Linked DNA regions of Zea mays: region 1 is linked to region 2. A link is a contact called in public Hi-C data. All regions are on one chromosome and are shown on one strand. Each heading gives the region's core, a stretch centred on a gene start, on an enhancer-like site or on the middle of the called end of the contact. The rest is flanking DNA. Distances are from core to core; before and after follow the strand shown.

Region 1 (4,396 bases), core at 873-3,372, 160 kb before region 2:
ACTTACCCACAATGGCAGTCTCTGCCACACACAACTGATGAACCAGGAGAAGGCTTACAGTGACAAGAAATGCCATAATCTTCAATGCGTCTCTTAGTGCAATATACATCTTAGTAGAATTAAAGGCAATAAAAATGTGGACATATCCATAAAAAGGCACATATTCAAATTCACCAAGGTATAGTAATATTTCGATTCTCTTTTTTCACTCAGAACTCAGAAGCTAGAAAAACAATTTGACTCGACTCTCAATAAGAAAAAGAAAAATGATATAACATTAAGACATATCCCTGTTGTAGTCACAGTATTGAATTGCTAGTTTCGTTCCTGCACTGATTTCTACTTCAGGCTAGGACTATGTAATGTAGTCAAGTTACAGGATATGTTGGATGAAATACTAACTTGACTGATAAAAGAGGCATAGAATAGAAAGTTTGAATATGTTGAACAAGGACGTGTCAGAATATGATATTTTGATGATGAACAGTAAGAATTAAACGAGGCAAATGTGCAAATAAATTATCTTGAGAAAAACAATACTCCTATATTACAGTGAAGATTCAAAAGTCTAGTTGGCAAGGATACTCCGCTTGATTGGTTCATAGCGGCCTAACACATTCAATTGTTTCAAGAAAGGCCGCGTATCAAAATCCGCATGTTCTATCTTGTTGATCAGTTGGTCAAAAACATTATCGATTTGCTGCAGCACAGAAGTAAAAGATAGGCTAGTGAGAGATATTTCCAAGCAGGAGATAAGTAACTTAGGACCTGTTTGGAAGCACCACAGTTTCTAAGAAACTGATTTCAATCCCCAGCTTCAAGAAACTGGTTTATGGGAAAACACTGGGTGTGCGTGTTTGGAACCCATTTTCTTGGAAACCAGTTTCTAGGCTTTTCGATACACATAGACAAGTCTATCCTTACTCTATTTTTAAATTAATTTATTCAATTATTCACTTCATTTTTCTTTCATGCCAATTTTAAATATAGATTGAACTCGTTTTTAATTCAAAATTTTCACATAATAACGAAACATTCAAATCAGGTAGTGCAGGCATTTAGGCATCACATGCATAGGCCTGAGAGCAGTGGCAATTACTATAATTTCCACTAAACCAACTAAGGACAGTACGTAATTTGCCGCGCAAAAGCTGGTTTTAGCTTGGGAAGGCCAGCTTCTTGGTTTCTTAGAAACTGGGAATCCAGTTTCTAGAAACCAAAGCATAAACTGGTCTGTTTTTTTCTTAAAAACTGAGTGCTTCCAAATAGACCTTTAGTAGAACTGAGCCTGAGACAAAGAAGCCTAATAAAATAAGTACTGTAATAGCAAAAAAAATCGACAAGGCAATGATAGTAACATCGATCCTATATGGGCACTCTCCATAGGAAGCAAAGAACATTCAAGCGGTGGGTAAGTTAAGAGCGTCAGCAGCATGTACTCCAAGCACACTCACCTCTGTCAGATTGACCCCGGGCGCGGAAGACAAGCCCACGCGGACCATGGACAGATGGATTGGGGCAGGGATAAACTCACAATAATCTGAGAGGAGGGACAGATTTGGGTTTTGAATAAGAGCGCAAAACAACACCTACTGACTCAAAGCCACCGCCGAGTTGATTCAAGAGAGGCCAAGTTAGGGCTTCCTCTCACCAATCCACCAGGAAGAGGTAGAGGAGCGGCGGTGCCGGGCGGGGCGGCGCACCAGCAGCTGGTGCTGGTGGTTTAAGCGGAGGGTGACGCTGCCTACGCTGCCGAGACCGAGAGAGACAGAATGGGCGGCGCTGTGCTGCTCTGGGTCGGCTTCCTGGAGCTGTGGAGGCGAGGAGAGCCCGCCTAGGGTATTGCTGAATGCTGATGCCGCCGCCCTAGTTTTGGCAAGCTTTTAATTGGTTCCTACACTTAATTTGTAGCTCCATGGGCGACGAAAATCGAATCAATGTGACAGGAGGGAAAGGGGGCAAGCGGGAGAAGGAGCTCTGGGATTCGGCAGAAGCAGCAGCGGAGATGCTCGGAGCGGGGCTCGCCGGCGGCAAGTCAGCGAGCAAGCTGCAGTTGCAGCGATTAGACAAGCGAAGCGTCCGAAGAAGCTGGGAGGGAGTGAGAAGTCTAGCCATCACTGACACGTGGGGCCGCGGGGTTTTGCGCCAATTTGTTAGCTGTCTATGGGCCCAACTTTTTTTGGATTTTAGCCTTTTTTGTTTTTTTTCACAAATATCTTCTTTGCAGTTTCATTTCAAAAAATAGACCCCAACCTCGGCGACATCATCATTGGCGTCGAGGTAACGCACAGCGACGTCAGTACCATTGGTGTCAACTTTTCCTACGTGGTAGCCGATGTGGCAAGTCCCAGTGGGTCGGCGTCATAGATCTTGGCACCAACCCCCCTTGACGGCAGGATCCGGTGCTATCAGGGGGGTCGGCGCCAAGATCTATGGCGCCACCCCCTGGGACTTGCCACGTCGGCTGTCACGTAGGAAAAGTTGGCGTCAATTATGTCGGTGCCACTATGTGTTACCTTGGCGCTAATGATGACGGTACCGAGGTTAAAATTCATTTTTTTGAAATGAAACTATAAAGAGCATAATTGTGAAAAAAACCAAAAAAAGCTAAAATGAAAAAAAAAATTAGTCTATGGCCCGATAATTTTAATGCAGCAGCCATAACACGGCCCATACGCGTCTGTGGTTACATTAGTTGAGATGAAAAAAAATCCATTTTACCTCGTCAATTATCCCAAAAATCAGTTTTTTTCTAGAACATGTCTCTTCTCTTACCTTCAAAATTGGACACGTTATTTTTTGGCTGTTTTACTCGATGTTTTTTTCTTTTTTTACATTAAGTTTGCTTGAACCTTTAAAATCATAGGATAAAAAATATAAAATGAAAAAAAAACAATTGTATTAACGCCCGCATAAATAGATCAAAATATCGAACACGTGATACGATATGTTTTAGTAAAAAAATCTACAGCTTTATATATATATCGTCGGTACGACACCAAGGAACTAGGGGTACCCGAGAAATTTATGGAGTTGTGTAAGTGAGGAACTTAGGTCATCTCCAGGAGGCCATGTAAACGGTCATACAAAATATTGTTTTGTACTATAAATTATATTGTTTTTAGAGTGGAGTTTGAAATAAGGAGTGAGATAGGGAGTATGATAAAGAGTTTGCTGGAGATAGCCTTAGGCCTGAGATGTTGACAAGGCAACAGGCACGCATACTTCCTTTTTGTGGTGAATGAATTAATGAAAGTGAAGGTAAAGTTTATATGCTCAGATGTTATATGAGTTATAGTATCAAGTAGATTTTCTTTACTTTAGTTCTAACGAGAGTTCTCATCTAAGCCCCAAAATACAAAAATCTAAAAAAAAAGTGTGGACTAAGAAGCAAACATGAGATTGACATGCCTTCCCCCTCTTTTTTCTATATTGCTCTACTCCTCACTTTTATAGCACAAGATATGAGAGAGCTACATCTCTATGGATGATGTGCTTTGCATAGTAGAGGTCTAACTACTATTGTTTTATCATAGTTGCAAAGCCATATATGGAGCGCGTCTTGGTCGTGCCACGGTGTCAAGCATGTTGTGCTACAATGGTGTCGGGTACCATAATTAGGGGTACCCCCAACACTCCTAAACACGGATGGTAACCACCCTCAACACAAACCGCAAAGACTGATGGGCGCGGTTCAGGTCAAGGCCTCGTCTACCAAGGGACGCAATCTCGCCTCGTCCGAGCCCGGCCACGGGCGGGAACAGTAGTCCCGGACGAATTCACGCCTCGCCCGAGGGCCTCCTCAGGCGGTGGGCGCACCCTCGACTCACCCGAAGCCCAGCTCGGGCAGGCTTCGTTGTGAAGCAACCTTGGCCAAATCGCCTCACCAACCGACCGTATCGCAGGCGCATTCAATGCGAGGATCGCCTGACACCTTATCCTGACACGCGTGCCTCAGTCGGCAAGGTCGAAGTGACCGTAGTCACTTCGCCCTTTCACTGACCGACCTGACAAGAAAACAGCACCGCTTGCCCCGCTCCGACTGCTCTGCCACCCACCAGGGTGAGACTGACAACAACCGAGTTCAGCCTCGGGTGCAATAGGAAGCTCCGCCTCGCCCGACCTTAGGCCTCGGCCTCGGGAAGAGGTCTCCGCCTCGCCCGACCCTAGGGTCGGCCTCAGCCTCGGCCTCGGGGGGAATCGCGTCCTCGCCCGACCCCGGCCTCGGCCTCGGGAGGAGGTCTCCGCCTCGCCCAACCCCAGGACTCCGCCTCGCCCGACCTTAGGCCTCGGCCTCGGGAGGAGGTCTCCGCCTCGCCCGACCCTAGGACTCGGCCTCAGCCTCGGCCTCAGGAGGAATCGCGTCCTCGCCCGACCCCGGCCTCGACCTCAGGGG
Region 2 (4,448 bases), core at 1,247-3,746:
TCATGCCATATCCAGACGGTCCGACGTAAGATGGCGGACGGTCCGCAACATATCCGGACGGTCCGGCGTGATGCACCGGACGGTCCGTGATGGGGCCGAAGTGTTTAGGGTTGTACCCTGATGGTCCGGCCATGTACGGTGCGACCTGAGTGTTTTGTGTGCGGGCCTGCATCTGGTCGGACGGTCCGGCGAAATACGCCGGACGGTCCGCGGTATAACCGGACTGTCTGAGATGATGCTCGGACGGTCCGGTCGCGTCCAGTACCTGCCGCGTGCCTACTGGTTGCGGCTGTGATGGTGACACGAAAGCGTGCATCGGCATACCATATGATGGCTGGGTCAAAGGTGACCCGTTTATAGCCGATGTGTTTGACGTGGGTGGCACTGTATTAGACTCTCGCGATGGAAAATTAGGAGCAGCTGATTTCTCGTATGCACGTAAATGCATTTTAATAGATTCATCTACATATCGCTTCAACTGATCTCCTCGTTGATCCATGAAAGTCGTAAGAGATAGATCTGGAGTACTTACAGCGGGACCCTGCAGTGGAGGTAGGAGAGATTCCATATCAATCTCCCCTTGACGGACGATCTTCTGGTGGCGATCCGCCGTGAAGTGTGACAAGTAATTGTCCGTCGCCTCCTTGCGCCGTTCGGAGAGTTTATGCGGCAGTTTCGCCTCTTCCTTGTCGCGTTGTTCGTTCCATTGCCGCATCACCTCCTTCTCATCGTGCATTACGAGGTCTTCAAAGGGCCTTTGGTCATCAGCCGGGAGCGCCTCCATGGCCGGCTTAATGATGTTGGTAGTGGAGATCTTGGTGTGATCCTTAGAACCGGCCATTTATGGGCCGATTTTTAGCAGATCTAGACACCTATTCCCCAGCGGAGTCGCCAAAAAGTATGTTGACGCTTTTTCGGAGCGCCAATCACTCAAGAAGAACCGGCGGCGGTGCCCTCTGCACAGGGGCGGCCGGTCCGCGCGCAGGGGTCGGACGGTCCGCGGCCTGGTGCGAGGCGTGGCGGTGCTCTCTGCACAAGAGCGGACGGTCCGCGACATAGGGCCGGACGGTCCGCGACCTGGTGCAGGAGCTAGGATTCCCTGCCTAACGGCCGGACGGTCCGCGCCCTAGGGCCGGACGGTCCGCACGTGCGTAGGGGCGGCGGAAGATCGCCGACGGCGCCTGGATCTCGCTCCCGGGAGGGACCCCGTCGGGGAGGAGAGATCCTAGGAGTTGTCTAGGCTCGGGCAGGCCGACCTAGACTCCTCTAATCGACGTAGAGTCGAGGAGAGGCGGAGAATTTGGGGATTGGAATACTAAACTAGGGCTAAACTAGAAATAGACTAGAACTACTCCTAATGCATAAGGTAAAAACGAGTAATAGACTTGATTTGTTCGATTGTTGGGGGTTCAATCGGCCGTAGCCCTTCATCTATATAAAGGGGGAGGTCTGGATCCGTTTCCAACTGTTTCCCGAGTTAATCCCGCGGTTTTAGGTAACAAATCCCGCGAGAAACTAGGAACCCTAACTGACTCTGCGCGCGCGGACCGTCCGCGTCACCACCGCGGACAGTCCGGACCGCGGACCGTCCGGCCTCGGGGCCGGACCGTCTGCACTGCTCTTTTTAGAGCTCAACAGCCGCTCACTAATAGGCAGCTTAAAATGGGCCGCTCACATACTATAAGACACTTTACGAGAAGAAGTATTAAATATATAGATTATATTATGGAATAATTATTATATGAGTAGACTTTTAGTCAGTTATATGTGACATTATAATATTATAAAGCCTATTATGATCTATACTATTAAACTTGCTATTATGTGACGCACTGCATATAAAACTAGTGTTTTAAAGAAGCAGACCCTTAGGGAGACCGATTATTAATAGATAAAGGGCCTGTTTGTTTACCTCCCAGATTATATAATCTGGATTAAATAATCCTAAGAGACAAACAAACAGTCTAGCTTATTTGCCCAGATTATATAATCTAAGCCCTTGGATTATGATAATCCATAAGCAAGTGAGGAGGTGCTTATTTCAGATTATTTTTTTCCCACTTCCCACTACCCTTTCAAGTTTCCTAGAAATTACCCACCATTGCCATTATAATCTACCGAATCGTTTTTGCGCCTATCGGATCGGAGAAGCCTGCCACCCAACAGAAACACGCCAGATAATCTGGGTAAACAAACATGACTACTCAGATTATATAATCCAAATTATATAATCCAGATTATATAATCCTGCAAAAATAATCCAGATTATATAATCCATTGGGGTAAACAAACAGTCCCAAAGTCCATTTTTCGACCCCCAACTTGCACAAAGGTCTAATTTTAAACCCTATACTACCAAATAGGGTACCAAACACCCCCCTGAAGGCATCCCAACAGCTCCTTAATTTCATTCCCAAATTCATGTTTTAGGAAAAAAACAAGAAAACAAGCACTCCAACAATTCCCTAATTACCTTCCCTTTCCTCCCGCGCGCGCAAAAACCCAGTCGCGCGCCCAGATATCCGCCGTCCTCCCTCGACCGCCGTCGTTCGTCTGCTCGACCCTCGTCCCTTCATCTCCTCGACGACGACGACCTTCATCCAGGCCACGCCCCTCGTCGCCGAGACACCGCCGGCAAACATCCAACACCTCGACGACATATCTAGGAGGCAGCCCCGGTCGGAAGTTGCGGCCCACTAGAGGCCCATCGTCGGGCCCAGCCCCAACCCTAGCTCCAGCCGCCGCTTGGCTCTCCTGCTGTCCGTCCTGGTACCGCGCGGCCGCACCACCTCTCCAGGCTCCAGCTCCAGCGCCGCAGCGCGCTCGCCCGCGGCCCGCGCCTCCTGCTCCTGCCCTCCTCTGTCCTCTCCAGGCTCCAGCTCGCCCGTCAGGCCGCCACCGCCAGGCGCTCGCCCGCCAGCGCGCTCGCTCGCCAGGCCGCCACCGCCAGGCGCAGCCGCCCACAGCGGCCACAGCGCGCTCGCCCCGTCGCCCGCCACCGCCAGGCGCCAGCCGCGGAGCGCCGGAGGCCCGGAGCCGCAGGCCGCCGCAGCGCTCGCCCGGAGCCGCAGGCCGCAGCGCGCTCGCCCGCAGTGGTGTCGTCGTGCTCACCTACGAGCTCCGCGACCGCATCGTTAAGCTGGTAAGCTCCCTCTACCCGTAGAAGCTTGTTTAGATCTCTGTGAATGCCAAATTTATTGATTTCTGATTCACTCCATTTCATTAAGAAAACTACGGACCGAGGAATCTTTTGATTGAGCAATCACATAGTGCTTGCTAACTATTTCTAGCCCTTTGATACTTTTGCATGTGTGTTACTGAGACATCCTATCTTGGTTGTGCAACCATTAAAATATGCAAATCTTACCCCATAAGTGACAAACGTTGCCTGGTTGTCTGCCATGGTAACTGTCTTTTTGACATCGCCCGAGAAATGATATGTACCTTACTCATCTAACTTGTCCCTTACACCCACCATATTTGATCACACCGAATGTTTACTAGCTTTGAGGTTGGTGGCATGAGTGTCTCAAATATAAAGGATGTTTTATATTCCTCAAAACTACAGTTAGACAAATTTCTATAATTGATCACATAATATGGTCTGAACAAAAAAAATACATTCTATTATATAAAGCCGGCATTCAAAACGACACCTAACTTATGTGGTGTCCTCTCAATGGTGGTGACTTAACTGAATAGTTTGCACTGAACAGATGTTTTGTTGGTATGGGTAATTTATTGGATGGTTTTGATTCAGGTTTACTAGCTTACCCACGCACGGCCGCCGCCGCCTCACGCACGCAGCAGCCGGCCAGCCGCGGTACGTTCTCCAGGTCGTGCCGACGTCCGACGACAAAGAAGGCCCTGGGGGCGCTGGCGCGCATCGCGAGTCCCCTCGCCGGCAAGTATATTTGCAAGCAGACCCTCGAGCTCGTGCGTTTAGGTTCTCATACTTGTTTCTTGGTCCTGTTCGATTATGTACGAGCCTGCTTTCTGTTTAGGATTCTTCTCATTTGGTCGTGATGATTGATTGTGGTCGAATTTGCAGCCTCGGAGGGCAAGTTCCCGAACCGGGGAATCAAGGACGTCGTCAGGAGCATCTGTTGCGGGAACGTAGGGTTAGTCCCCCCCCCCCCCCCCCCCCCCAAGTTATTTTCCCTGCTTGTTCAGTGCTCGGTCAGTTGTAATTGCCTAGTTGGCTGGCAATGTGTAGTAAGTCCCAATGATCGATAGGGCAATTCGGTTCGTGGCCATAAGCACTTAAGCAGATGTCATAGTAAGATTGTAAGCATCTTTATCTTTTATGAATCAGCGAATCATCCTAGAACAGTAGTATTTATATTGTAATTCATGCGCCTTTTGAACTTAGACCTTTCACATGTAATATATGTGTACTGTACTTTTGGTTATTTTGTTTTTTTTCTATATTACCGAATTTCTTGGAA

Evidence for each region. A called contact is a pair of places that touch in the nucleus more often than the background predicts.
Region 1: a contact with region 2 is called in a Hi-C map of ear, with 2.5 times the contacts expected there. The contact joins the promoter of LOC100282875 here to the promoter of LOC103647355 in region 2. A contact is called at or near these places in 3 of 25 Hi-C or Micro-C datasets (ear, leaf and tassel).

What each region holds. Positions count from the first base shown.
Region 1 is chr2:178,270,752-178,275,147 of Zm-B73-REFERENCE-NAM-5.0, reverse strand. LOC100282875 (histone-lysine N-methyltransferase, H3 lysine-36 and H4 lysine-20specific) reads right to left here and starts at 2,122. Exons shown (of 12, transcript NM_001412213.1): 1 at 1,652-2,122; 2 at 1,455-1,540; 3 at 586-700; 4 at 7-109. The coding sequence starts at 1,502.
Region 2 is chr2:178,106,320-178,110,767 of Zm-B73-REFERENCE-NAM-5.0, reverse strand. It overlaps LOC103647355 (leucine--tRNA ligase, cytoplasmic), which reads left to right and starts at 2,496. Exons shown (of 4, transcript XM_008671898.4): 1 at 2,496-3,142; 2 at 3,761-3,946; 3 at 4,052-4,121.